Linked DNA regions of Rattus norvegicus: region 2 is linked to region 1. The links are chromatin contacts, called in public Hi-C maps. All regions are on one chromosome and are shown on one strand. Each heading gives the region's core, a stretch centred on a gene start, on an enhancer-like site or on the middle of the called end of the contact. The rest is flanking DNA. Distances are from core to core; before and after follow the strand shown. Region 1 overlaps Susd1 (sushi domain containing 1). Region 2 holds the start of Inip (INTS3 and NABP interacting protein).

Region 1 (5,584 bases), core at 987-3,486:
GACCGAACCCAGGGCCTTGTGCTTGCTAGGCAAGTGCTCTACCACTAAGCTAAATCCCCAACCCCCAGAACTTATTTTCTAAAACTGGAGCCCATCACTCCTCCTCCCCACAGCCGTTGGCACCCTGCCATTTGCCTTTGTTCTCACAGGAATTTGACTACTTTAGGCACCCCATGGAAGTAGAGTCATGAAATACTTATTTCCCTTAGCATGATACTGCTAAGGTACACCAACAATATAGGATATGTCATTTTCCTTACTTTTAAGCAGTGAAGAGTATTCTATTGTATACATACATGCATACATACAACACTATCTTTTAAATCATAGTTTTCATTTTTCTGTGTGTGTGTGTGCGTGCGTGCGCGTGCACAGGTGATTTCTACCTGTGTGTGCAAGTGCACATGGATGCCAGAAGACAGCCTAGTCTCAATGTTGTTCCTAAGGACCTCCACCTTTTTTTCTTTTCTTTCTTTTTGAGACAGAATCTCTCATTGGCCCAGAGATTAATTGGCCCAATTAGATTAATCTAGCTGGCCAGTGAAGCCCAGGGATCTGTCTGTATCTGTCTTCTCAGCACTAAGACTATGCAAGTAAGCCACCATGACCTACGTTTTTATGGAGGTTCTGGGTGTTGAACTCCAGACCTCACACTTGCTTGATAAGCACCAATGGTCCGAGCCAATTCGCCATCCCTATGAGAGAAATTTGATGACATCCATCCTGCCCATCTGTTCATCCCAAAGATATATATGTATATTTAGTGTACTCTATGTGCAAAGCACTACGTTTTTGGAATTTACAGTGTGGTAGAAGAACCAGCTTTCTCCTGAGGAAATGCAGGTTCACATGTCCTTGCAATGGTTTGTAAATAAATTCAAAGCATCATAGGCTGCTGAAACCTGTGGGGAAGGAACTCTTGGAGGAGACAGACAATTCTTACATTCAGCTATCACCATCGTATATTCAAAAGGTGTAGGCTGTGGAGTGGGGAGGAAACAGAAGATGAGAATTCAGAGATCTAGGCCACCTCATTTCGGAGATGTCTCCCTGGGTGAGCAGGGAAGCAAGAACAAGCCAGTACCATCTTGCATTTTCTCTAAAGCCAACCTCCCTAGACTGATGGTCTCTCTAACTTAGCATCGCCTCTCTGGCAGCACCTCCAGGACTTACCCGGAGGATGTAAGACAGCTCTCTCCCAGAACTGTTCCCCAAGAAATGGCTCCATAAGAGAGCTGGGTATCGCTGTGGTCTCGCTGCCCAAGGTCCTCTGCTGCCACCATTCAGAATTCAGTGGGGGCACAAGGATTAGTCACTCCATGAAAAACCAGGGGATCTGCGCGGGGCACAGTAAGCTATTAATTAGCTGATCCTTTTGCAGCACTTTGAAGAGCAAACATGTTATGTAACCGCTAATTATAATTACTGTCCTCAGCCCTCCACCTTTTACTAAGTCTGCAGCTCCAGCTGCAGCTGTTTCCCTGGGCTTATGCAAGCTTTGATTTCAGGAGAGAAAAAGGCATTCTCCCCGGGAGTGAGGCTCTTTCTGTGAGGAGGCTTGTGTGCCCTCGATCAGGATTGGCAGCTAAATTCGATTTTCACAGATAAAGGGAGGGATTTGCATGCTGATTAATTCATGCTTCTGTGCAGATCATCTCTGGAGGGGAAGGCTGGAGAAGCTTCTGGAAATGGAGCAAGAGATGTGGTTGTCATGGTTCTTGCTTGGCTGCTCCCTCTTTTCCCAGTTTTTCCTCAACCTTAAGCCATCCCGAATCCCCCAGTGTGTTTTTATTTTATTGTGTTTCACGGTTCACCTCTTCCCCTGCCGTCATCTTCCCTTGAATTCCCTCCGTCTACCCCTCTGTCTATATGCCTGTGTTTAATTTCTGACTGGGTAGGACGGATTATCTGTACACAGATTGTTTAGATTGCTTTAAAGTATCTTTGAAAGCCCCGTGCCTCTGTGTTAGTGGCTCAGATCTGTAATGTTTTTTAATAGAGTGTGAACTCTTAACAAGGTGGTAGGACTTTTTCCTCTAAGGCCAGTTTGAACTGGAAACTCCAGACAGCTGGGAATTAGGCAACTACTTTAGTGTCTGGAAAAACCCGAGGTGGAAGCTTCACATTAATGACTCAGTTTTACTTCAAGATCAAAGAGGCTGATTTGTTCTTGATAAGGCTGTCCCTGGCTCCCATTCTACACAGGTCATTTACCTTTCATGTTTCCAGTCTGGGTTAATAATTACAAGGTTAACACTCCACACTCGGTCAGTCCATCACTCCATGCTCTTAGGAGAGCAACAACTCTGTCGAAACACAGACTGTTGTTCTCCCAGGAACCTTTCTGCATCCCACAACCTGCCCCCGGCACTACTGCGAATGCTACCAAGCTCCTGTTACCCGCTGTCCCTCCTTGGCTGTCAGCCCTTCTCACCAGCCTAGCCAGTGCTTGCTTGAAGCACGTACGTTTTAAGTGGGAAGCAAGGGCTGTCTGGGATGAATGGGCACAGTACTGCATTAGCCACCGCTGGGCTGGGTCTGAGGATGTACATGACACTCATCGCTACCAATATCATTGCTGGGATCCTGCACACCAGCTGCCACACCCAGGGTTCCCTTGGGGACCCTAGTGCTTGATCTCATTTTACCCTCGAAACCTGTAAAGCAAGTATTTTCAGTTCAGTGATCTGAGACTCATGGAGGTTGAGCAATTTCCTTAGGGTCATTCTGTAACCAGTGCTCGACGGAGTTCTGATTTGAACTCAAGCCTGGAAGCCGTGGAAGCCCTCACTTGCCTGTTCATGCTGTCCCACGATTGAATTGTTTGCATGCCACCCTGACGACCTTTGATATAACTAAAGAATTATCTTCACAGCTTGTTTTTCTTAAGTAGCATATATGTAATTATATATATACACACATATATTCACAGATTTTACACACGCAGGCGTATTTAGGGGTTTTGCTACGTTGCTCAGGCAAGTCTTAAATTCCTGTTCTTGAGAGGTCTCCCTGCCCTAGTCTCCCAAGCTAAGTCTATGGACACACATCACCACGCCTGGGAGACAATCTTAGTTTTAATACACCAATCAAGGATTCTTTGTAATACAAGGTATATCATGACTCTGATGAGGTAGATGTGTTTTCCTAAAGTGCACAAAAACTAATACCCAGGGAACAATAAACATTTATTCATGTGCCACGAATATCACCGTAAAGTGTGTAATTTACTTTAGTGGTTTAGGCATGATGCTTTTACCCACTTTACCTGACTTTACCTTAGGGCTGAACACAAAGGAAGGAGGCGTAGGGCTGTTTATAGGCAAGCACACATCTGTTCCGTGATGTGTCCCCGTGCCTTGCTGCCACAGTCATCAAGTGTGCCTGCTTTGCAGTCTGCTTGGGAATGGCCTCAGAGTTTGGCTGTGGCCTCTGTCATAAGATCATCGGATCTTTTTTGGAGTCAGGAACTGTTTAGACTGGAGACAATATTGAACGTATCCACCTGAATTCATTCTTTCTGTGTTTTCAAAACCCAAAGAGGGGCCCACGTTGTAAACCAGGAGAGTAAACTAGACTGGTCCCCGATGACCCTGTACAGTGGGTCTTCTGAGAGAGTTTCCTTTCCTTCCCTTGTTATCTCTGCCTATCATGGAAGGGGAATTAGCATTACCTTCTCCTTACCATCTAGCTGCTAAACCCATGTGCTGTCCTAACCCTACCTAACCCTTCTATACTTTAGTGTTGCTGATCACCCATTCATTTGTCTAACCAATCAATCAGATAAGAAGACACGTTGTGAATGTCTTTGTCTAAGTCATTTGTTAGGTTTAAAGAGATAAGTGCAGCTTTTGCAATGACCAAGTTTCACTCTAAGAAGTAGACATTAAATAACTGATTAAAAATACAGTAAATGCCACACAGAGAAATACTAGATGTTAACTGAATATCAAAAAAAATCCACATATATGTGTGCTATACATATACCCATATACTATATTTGTACAAGTACCCTACACAAACGGGATAAAGTAAAGCCAAGCTGAATATTTTATTATCCCAAATCCAGTACAGGTTCAATAGGACCTTGTAGGGCCCTTCTTTGTGTCACACTGGAGATGCCTGTATGTCCTAGAGCTAGACAGACCCAAGGCCTGTTCTCCCTACTTCTGACCAATGTCAAACCCCAAGTCTAAGCTTGACTGGGACTGTTTCACTAAGGAAAAGGGATGCAGAGTGGGAGAGAGGGAGGTTGCCTTTGCTAGGGTGGAAGTGAAGGAGGTTGACCTTGCCTCTTGGCCTTAATGACGTGCTGTACCCTCCCTGGATGGAGTGAGGAAGCAGACTGAGAGTGGAGGGGGGCCACACTCCCCACCGTCCTTCGCTTCCTGAGCATACTTTCTCTTAGGGACTCGTCTCAGCCCCCCTGTCCCCCACACTGCCCTTGTCTGAGGGTCTTCTTGGATATCAGGGATCTGCACTGAGCCCCTCTCTGTGACCTACTTGGATGTCTTACTTTCACCCGCCCACGTCTTCTGTTTCTATGCACAACCCATGGCTTTTTGGGCCGTTTTTCCATTGGACAGTAAACAGATAACTCATATCTGACATGTCCTAAATGCAGTTCATTGCTCTGTCTCTTCTTGTGCTTCTGAGGAAAACAGTGAAGGGCCATTCATTCAGATTCTTGGGCTCAAAGGCTGGCATTCAGCCTGGACTTCTCTCTGTCCTTCCTCCCTCACCTCCCAGTCCTCTCCTTCAGAGTTGTTTCTTGTTTTATAATACAGCACCCAGATTTTATCCTGTAGCCTCTTGATTACTTTAGCGAAGAGGCTCCTAGCAGGGGAGTCTGACGCACACGTCTAATTGCGAGTCTGGACTCTGTCCCTCATGTCGCCTTACCCTTGCAGGTTACTTAACATCCAAGCCTTGGGACCGTAAGCTGGACATGGCTCTGTCCAGCCAGGATGTTTTGAAGGTTAAAGTCCTGTGCATACTCTCTGGTCCATAGTTATAACTTAATAAGTGTTCGTTCTATTACTGCTTCTTATGACTGCTGGGAGAATGAAATCAGGCCTGGGAAGAGCAGTCTGAGCCTGACATATAGTTGTTGTTGTTGAGGAAATAGCATTATATTCTATTTTATGACCTCCGGTCCTTCTGCACCCTAATGCTTCCTTTCGAATGGAAAATGGTCCCCATCATTATCCTGCAGCTTGCCTCTGCTCAGAGTGTCTGTCCACAATCTGGCAAGCAAGCCCTTCCCCGGCTGCATCCTGTGCTTCCTCCGCAGCCTCGCTTCTGTACCTAGCTGACATTTGTTTCACTGGCCTGATACTCAGACTCACTCTTCTCCCTGCCCCCCTCTCCCCACTACTCTACAGCTACTTATGTTCCAAGGCTGCGCCCGCCATGAAACTGAATTTCCCGGGTCTTCCGGGTCCTCCTCCTTTGTGCCCTTCTGTGTTTGTGTGAAGCCTGTGGTGCTGTGGACCGTGGGTTGATTGCCTGCCGCTGCGTTTGCTCCTTCCACTAAGCAACGTGCTTCTTGAGGGAAGAACTGATGGTCTAGTCTTCTTCACAG
Region 2 (5,891 bases), core at 586-3,085, 440 kb before region 1:
AGGTGAGAAGGAGTTTTCCAGTCTGCCGCCTGGGCTACAAGGTGAGTTCAAGGACAGCCTCTAAGTACCAAAACCCTGTCTCAAGGGGGAAAAAAAATCACTAAGAGCTGGTTCTAGAGGAATCCCTAATGCTTTGACACTTTAGTACAGTTTCTCTTGCTGTGGTGACCCCCAAACATAAGATTATTTTCTCGGGGTTGGGGATTTAGCTCAGCGGTAGAGTGCTTGCCTAGCAAGCGCAAAGCCTTGGGTTCGGTCCCCAGCTCTGAAAAAAAGAAGAAAAAAAAAAAAGAAAAAAAAAGATTATTTTCTCTGTTGCTTCCTAACTACAACTTTGCTACTGCTAAGAATCAGTGTAAATATCTGATATGAAGGCTACCTTATATGTAATCCCTGCACACAAATTGAAAACTGCCGTTCTAGAGCAAAGACAGTATTCGGAAGTTAAGAACCTGGCAGAGTTTGCGGGCTTTAGCTCAGCTCATGGCTGGATACAATGTAGTAACATCTCTGTTTCCCAGATACAAATCACAGGCAGACACAAGCTGATGGACAGCAGGCACCCAGCACATGGAAAACACTCAACTTTTTTTTTTTTTTTTTTTTTTGCTGTGAACTAAGTAAATTCTTGGTGTTGAACTTACCGTTGTGCATCAGAAACAGTAACAAACATTTATTATTTTAGAAATAAGGTTTATGTAGTCAATACTGGCCTCAAACTTGCTATGTACCTATGTACCTTGTGATCCTCTTCCCACCAAATTCCTGAGGCTGGATTAAGAAGTATACACTACCATACCCAATTTTATGTGGTGCGAGGTATCAAATTCAGGGCCTCCTGTATCCTAGACAAGTTCTCTACCAACTTAGCTACATCTCCAGAATCCCAAATACTAATACAGAGCATATGTGCAAGTTGTGGAAAGTGGTTAATAACCATAGAACACACAACACACATCAAAACATGTTTACTTCTTTTAGTTTTTTTTTTTTTTTTTTTTTTCAAAATAGAGTTTGCCTGGGTAGCCCTGGCTGTCCCGGATCTCACTTTGTAGAGAAGGTTGGCCTTGAATTCAGAGAAATGCTTCCCTCTGCTTCCCTAGCGCCACCGTGTGCCAAACACGTTTACTTCTTAAGGTAAACATCTAGATTTAGCGTGCGGCTACCCAGCATTAGGTAGTTTCCAGTAGCGTCTTGGTGTGATTTTCCCTTTTTTGTTTGTTTGCTTTGGAGACAGGGTCTTTCTGTGTAGTCCTTACTGTTCTGGAGCTCACTATGCACACCTGGATGGCCTCAAACTTAGATCTGTCTCTGCCTTCAAGAGTGCTGGGATCAAAGGCATGCCCCACTACTCTCAGCCGACACTTTCATTTTTAAAATTCAGATTGTGCACAGTAGTGAAAACTTGTACCTATTTAGTGCTCTCCTTGTGTATAATTATTTATTCAGACGGTAGGCAACAAAAATATTCCTAGGAAAGTTGTGAAAACCTGAAAGTGTGCTCAACCTCCCTCTGAGCTCTACTGAAATGGATTAACACCGGGGTTAAATTCTGAAGACAGACAGCTAGTCTCCTGAAAACTCGAAGGACAGGAAAAAAAAAAAATCAATTTAGGTGCTAGGGACCCGGCTCCATTCCTGCCAATCAGCGTTGGGTTCCGCCCCCAACTGTACGGCCTGCATCTCCCGTGAGCCTCTTCGACTGTCATTCTTCGGAAGGGAAACCCTTTCCCGCCGAAGAAGCGATTAAACTACAAATCACCTTGGGTAGCGTCCGTTGGGTCCAGTCGATAGGCGGGACTTCCGCTTCCAGGGGCTCTGTCAGTCAGGAGGCGGAAGCTGGTGCCGGCGGGAATGTTGTAGCGCGGCGCATTGCTGCACTCTCGCCGGGTTCTGCGTGGGCGCGCCCCCCTGCACAGCGGCGACTGGACAGCGAGGTTTCTCGAGGTTCCTCGCATTCCGGGTAAGTATAAAGGACAGAAAAAGTGTGGCCCTAACGCCGGCCACCGGGCAGCGGCCTCGCGCGGACTAGCGTACGAGGGTTTCTCACTTCCCGTTGAGTTTCGCCCACTTCACCCGCGGGCAGGGACTCCTGGGACATCCTGACCCTTTCTCAGGGTGGCCTTGATCGCCTTCAGTGTTAGCTCGGCTTCGCTCACGCTGTGCTCCAGCCGCAGGAGTCGCGAGTCCTTTAAACCTGGCAACTGCTCAGAGCTCGTGTCTTCGCTCAACAATAGTTCTCTACTTCCGCAACCTTGTTCGCGCCTTGTTTTGTTTTGTTTTGAGTCAGGGTCTGGCAGTGTAGCCCTCGTTGGCCGGGTACTCGCGGTTCTGCCTTTTCTTCCCGAGTGCTGGAATTACCGCGGTGTGCGGGCATATTTTTAAAGAGCGCATTTATTAAATTGGTTTTCCTCCTCCACGCCGTGTGATTACTTGAATGAAACTCAACGGTCGAGGAGTTTGTCTTGTGATTTCGCCCTGGCCTAATACAAAACTTAATTTCTAAACTTAGCGATAAGCAGGCTTGGAGTTGGAGAGGTGGCCCAGCTGGTAAGAGCACTTACTGCCCAAGCATTAGGGTCTGTGTTGGAATCTCCGGCATCCATGTCGGAAGCACAAGGTGTGGCTGTAGCTCCTGCACCCCAGAGCTGAGGGAAGGCAGAGACGGAGGATCGGTGAGGATGGCTGGCAGCCAGCCTAGCTTCAGGCTCAGTGAGAGACCCTGTTTTCAAAGGAACAAGGTGGAGAGCGGTAGCACAAGGCGACCATCCAGTGCCTTTTTCTATCTTACTCACTCATGCTCACCACTGGGCATATACCACACACACAGAGAAACCAGGAGTCTAAGTTTGCTTAGTCGTGTGACAGTTGGCTTCCACATATATAAAAATGCTCATTAAAAACATTTTTTGGGGGAAACATCTTACACAATATATGGTGCAGTGTAGATACTTGTTAGGTTGGTTGGTTGGCTCGCTCGCTCGCTCTTTCTTTCCTTCCTTCCTTCCTTCCTTCCTTTCTTCCTTTCTTTCACCAGCACAGTAGATGACCTGAGAGTGATTTTTATAGAATTTTATTTTTCTTCTTAGCACTGATTATGTGGATACTTTCAAGAGGTTGATCTATTTGGTAAATACATCTTGATGTAAATTAAAAATAATGCTAAATGTTGGTATTAACAACTTCAAGACTAAAAAAAATGTCATTTAATGAAGTGCATGAGGAACTTGCAGAGCTAAGTTTCTGATTTAAGCCTGTGCTTACGTTTATCTTTCTGAAGAGACTAAGAAACCCAACTCAGCCTAGCTGTTCTTCACGGTTTTGAGACTGTAATTAAGGCCAGCGCATTTTATGTGTGCACATAAATTTTTTTACAGATGATTGTAAAGTCCTGATCAGTGGCCACTGAATATAATTGACACAGAATAGGAAGATGGCAGCAAATCCTTCAGGACAAGGTAATGCATGCTGGGATTTCTGTTATTACTAGGAACGTTCTCCCATACAATAAATGTATTTGAAGTAGAGAAAATTTAGTATAGAGCAGTTACTGCGTCCAGAATTATGAGTAGCAAAGTGGAATCCCCCAATTTAAAATCAGCTTAACACTGTATCAGCAGCTTATTTTCTAATATTACTAATTCTTTATTTCAACCTGTTAAGATTAGTGATTCACATCGTGAACTTTTTCCTTCCATTTACTTGTGTATAGTGTGCATCTGTGTATATGCATGTTTGCATGTGTGGGAGCATGTGTGTAGGGGTGGGCATACACACATGTGGAGACTGGAGATTAACATCGAGAATCATCTTCCAGCACTTTGCACCTAACTCACTGAGGCAGGGTCTCTCAGTCAAATCTAGACCTTGCCCATTGGCTACTCTTGCTAGCCAGCTTTCTCCAGGGTTCTCCTCTCTGCCTTCCAAGGCTGAAATTACACAACATGTACGTGGATTTTAGGGAGCTAAACCCTGGTCCTCATGATTTTGGGAACAAGTGCTTAACCACTGAACCACCTCCCCAGCCCGCATCATAAACGGTCTCCTGTCTCCTCTGGCATCTGTTTTCTTCTTGCTTTTAAAGTCAGGTAATAACCATGCTTTATCTTCATTGCTGTAAAAGCTTCATTTCACCTGTTACTTTCTTTAATCCCATCAAGTTAGGGACACGTTTCTGTTAAGACATTAAAAAAAAAAAAGTTTTGTTGAAAAAAAAATTTATTCAATGTTTTTAGCTTTTTGAAGGCTATCTATGTTGTGTTGAACTTGTGATATTCCTGCTTCAGCCTCTTAGTTGCTAGGGTTACAAGTATGCTCCAGATTTTTTTTTTTTTTTTTTTGAGACAAGGTATGTCTTCTTGGCTGCCTGGAACATACTATGTAGACCAGGCTGGCCCCCCTCATACAGCTCTGCCTCTCCCCCTAGTGCTGGAATTAGAAGCATGTGCCACGGGGCTGGGGATTTAGCTCAGTGGTAGAGCGCTTACCTAGGAAGCGCAAGGCCCTGGGTTCGGTCCCCAGCTCCAAAAAAAAAAAAAGAAGCATGTGCCACTACACCTGGCTCATAAATGTAGCTATCGTTTTTTAAGTCTTTTTTATGCAAATACTTGAAACTGGTCTCTTTCCACATCAGGCCTGAACTGTTTGACTTTTAAGTATGTTTGACTCATCATCTCAGGTAAACGTTGTATTTACAATCTTTTAACTTCTTTTAAAAATTAACTTAGAGGGGTGAGGGTTTAGCTCAGTGGTAGAGCGCTTGCCTAGCAAGCGAAAGGCCCTGGGTTCGGTCCCTAGCTCCGAGAAAAAAAAAAAGAAAAAAAGAAAAAAAAATTAACTTAGAAAGGTTCAGATTAAAGTAATTTGTATTTGATCCTCAGTACTCCCCAACCTCTGCCAAAACTGAGCCAAAATGAAAACTAAGGGGAGTCCTTTTAGTAAAGGAAAAAAAATGCTAAAAAAAGCCATCCAATATAGTCACAATAAAAATATTTTAAATTATCTCGTTCTAATGATAAAATCTGCTGGTAATCTCTCATTTTGCAATTGCAGTAAGAACAACTATTGTTAGTGTTGCTTTTGGTTGGCTCATAGTCAGGTCTACTATGAAGCGTCTAAAATCTAAAGAATAATTAGTTGGTAAGTCATTTGACTTTCATTACTCTGAGGAATTCCGTTGGTATCACAGAGCTGCTGCTGTTGGACACCAGCAGAGGGAGTCTGTATCCTGTTCTGTAGGCTTGCAGATTCTCGGTGAAGAGTTAAAAAAAATTAACATTTATTGATGTTCATTTATTTATTTTGAGATAGGATCTTACTGTGTAGACCTGGCTGGCCCAGGGTTTTGGTTTGGTTTGGTTTGGTTTGGTTTGGTTTGGTTTGGTTTGGTTTTTGTTTTGTTTTGTTTTTGGTGTCTTTATTTTTGTATTTGTTTTTTAAGACAGGGTTTCTCTGTGTAGCTCTGGCTGACCTGAAATTCACTCTGTATATGCGGGTGGCCTGAATTCACAAGGATATGCCTGTCTGTGCATCCCCAGTGCTGGGACCACCATCATCTGGCTAGCCTGGAACTCTTACTTTACATGTTTGAGTGTTTTGCCTGTATGTATGTCTGTGCACTACATGCATGCAATGTCCTTGGAGGCTAGAAGAAGATCTTAACTCCCCTGGGACTGAAGTTACAGTTGTCAGCCACTGTGTGGGTGCTAGAAATCAAACCTGGGTCTTCTGAAATAGTGACCACTGCTCTTGATCGCTGAGCCATCTCTGCAGCTCCTCAATAAAAATTTTAAGTCTTTATTGTATTTTACCATCTTTAGTATACCGTCTGCACTTCTCTATTGTGTATGTGTATAGACATTAGATGGAGTTACCTAGAAGGCAGTTAAGCA

Evidence for each region. Hi-C and Micro-C count contacts between places; a contact is called where the count stands out from the background.
Region 2: a contact with region 1 is called in a Hi-C map of hepatocytes, with 2.1 times the contacts expected there. The contact joins the promoter of Inip here to the enhancer-like site in region 1. A contact is called at or near these places in 4 of 12 Hi-C or Micro-C datasets (the A7r5 cell line, hepatocytes, kidney and 1 more) and 1 of 1 datasets of contacts at active chromatin or transcription factors (oligodendrocytes).

The regions. Positions count from the first base shown.
Region 1 is chr5:79,017,828-79,023,411 of GRCr8, reverse strand. All of the region lies in intron 6 of Susd1 (sushi domain containing 1), which reads left to right. Among named protein-coding and RNA genes, the nearest start is that of Susd1, 50 kb to the left of the region's middle. Within about 2 kb of position 2,236, at least 45 of the 93 cell types and tissues checked have an H3K27ac peak or open chromatin away from gene starts, as enhancers often do. A contact at or near this core is called in hepatocytes and kidney, where this site is marked.
Region 2 is chr5:79,453,496-79,459,386 of GRCr8, reverse strand. Inip (INTS3 and NABP interacting protein) reads left to right here and starts at 1,835. Exons shown (of 5, transcript NM_001305282.2): 1 at 1,835-1,963; 2 at 3,378-3,458. The coding sequence starts at 3,434.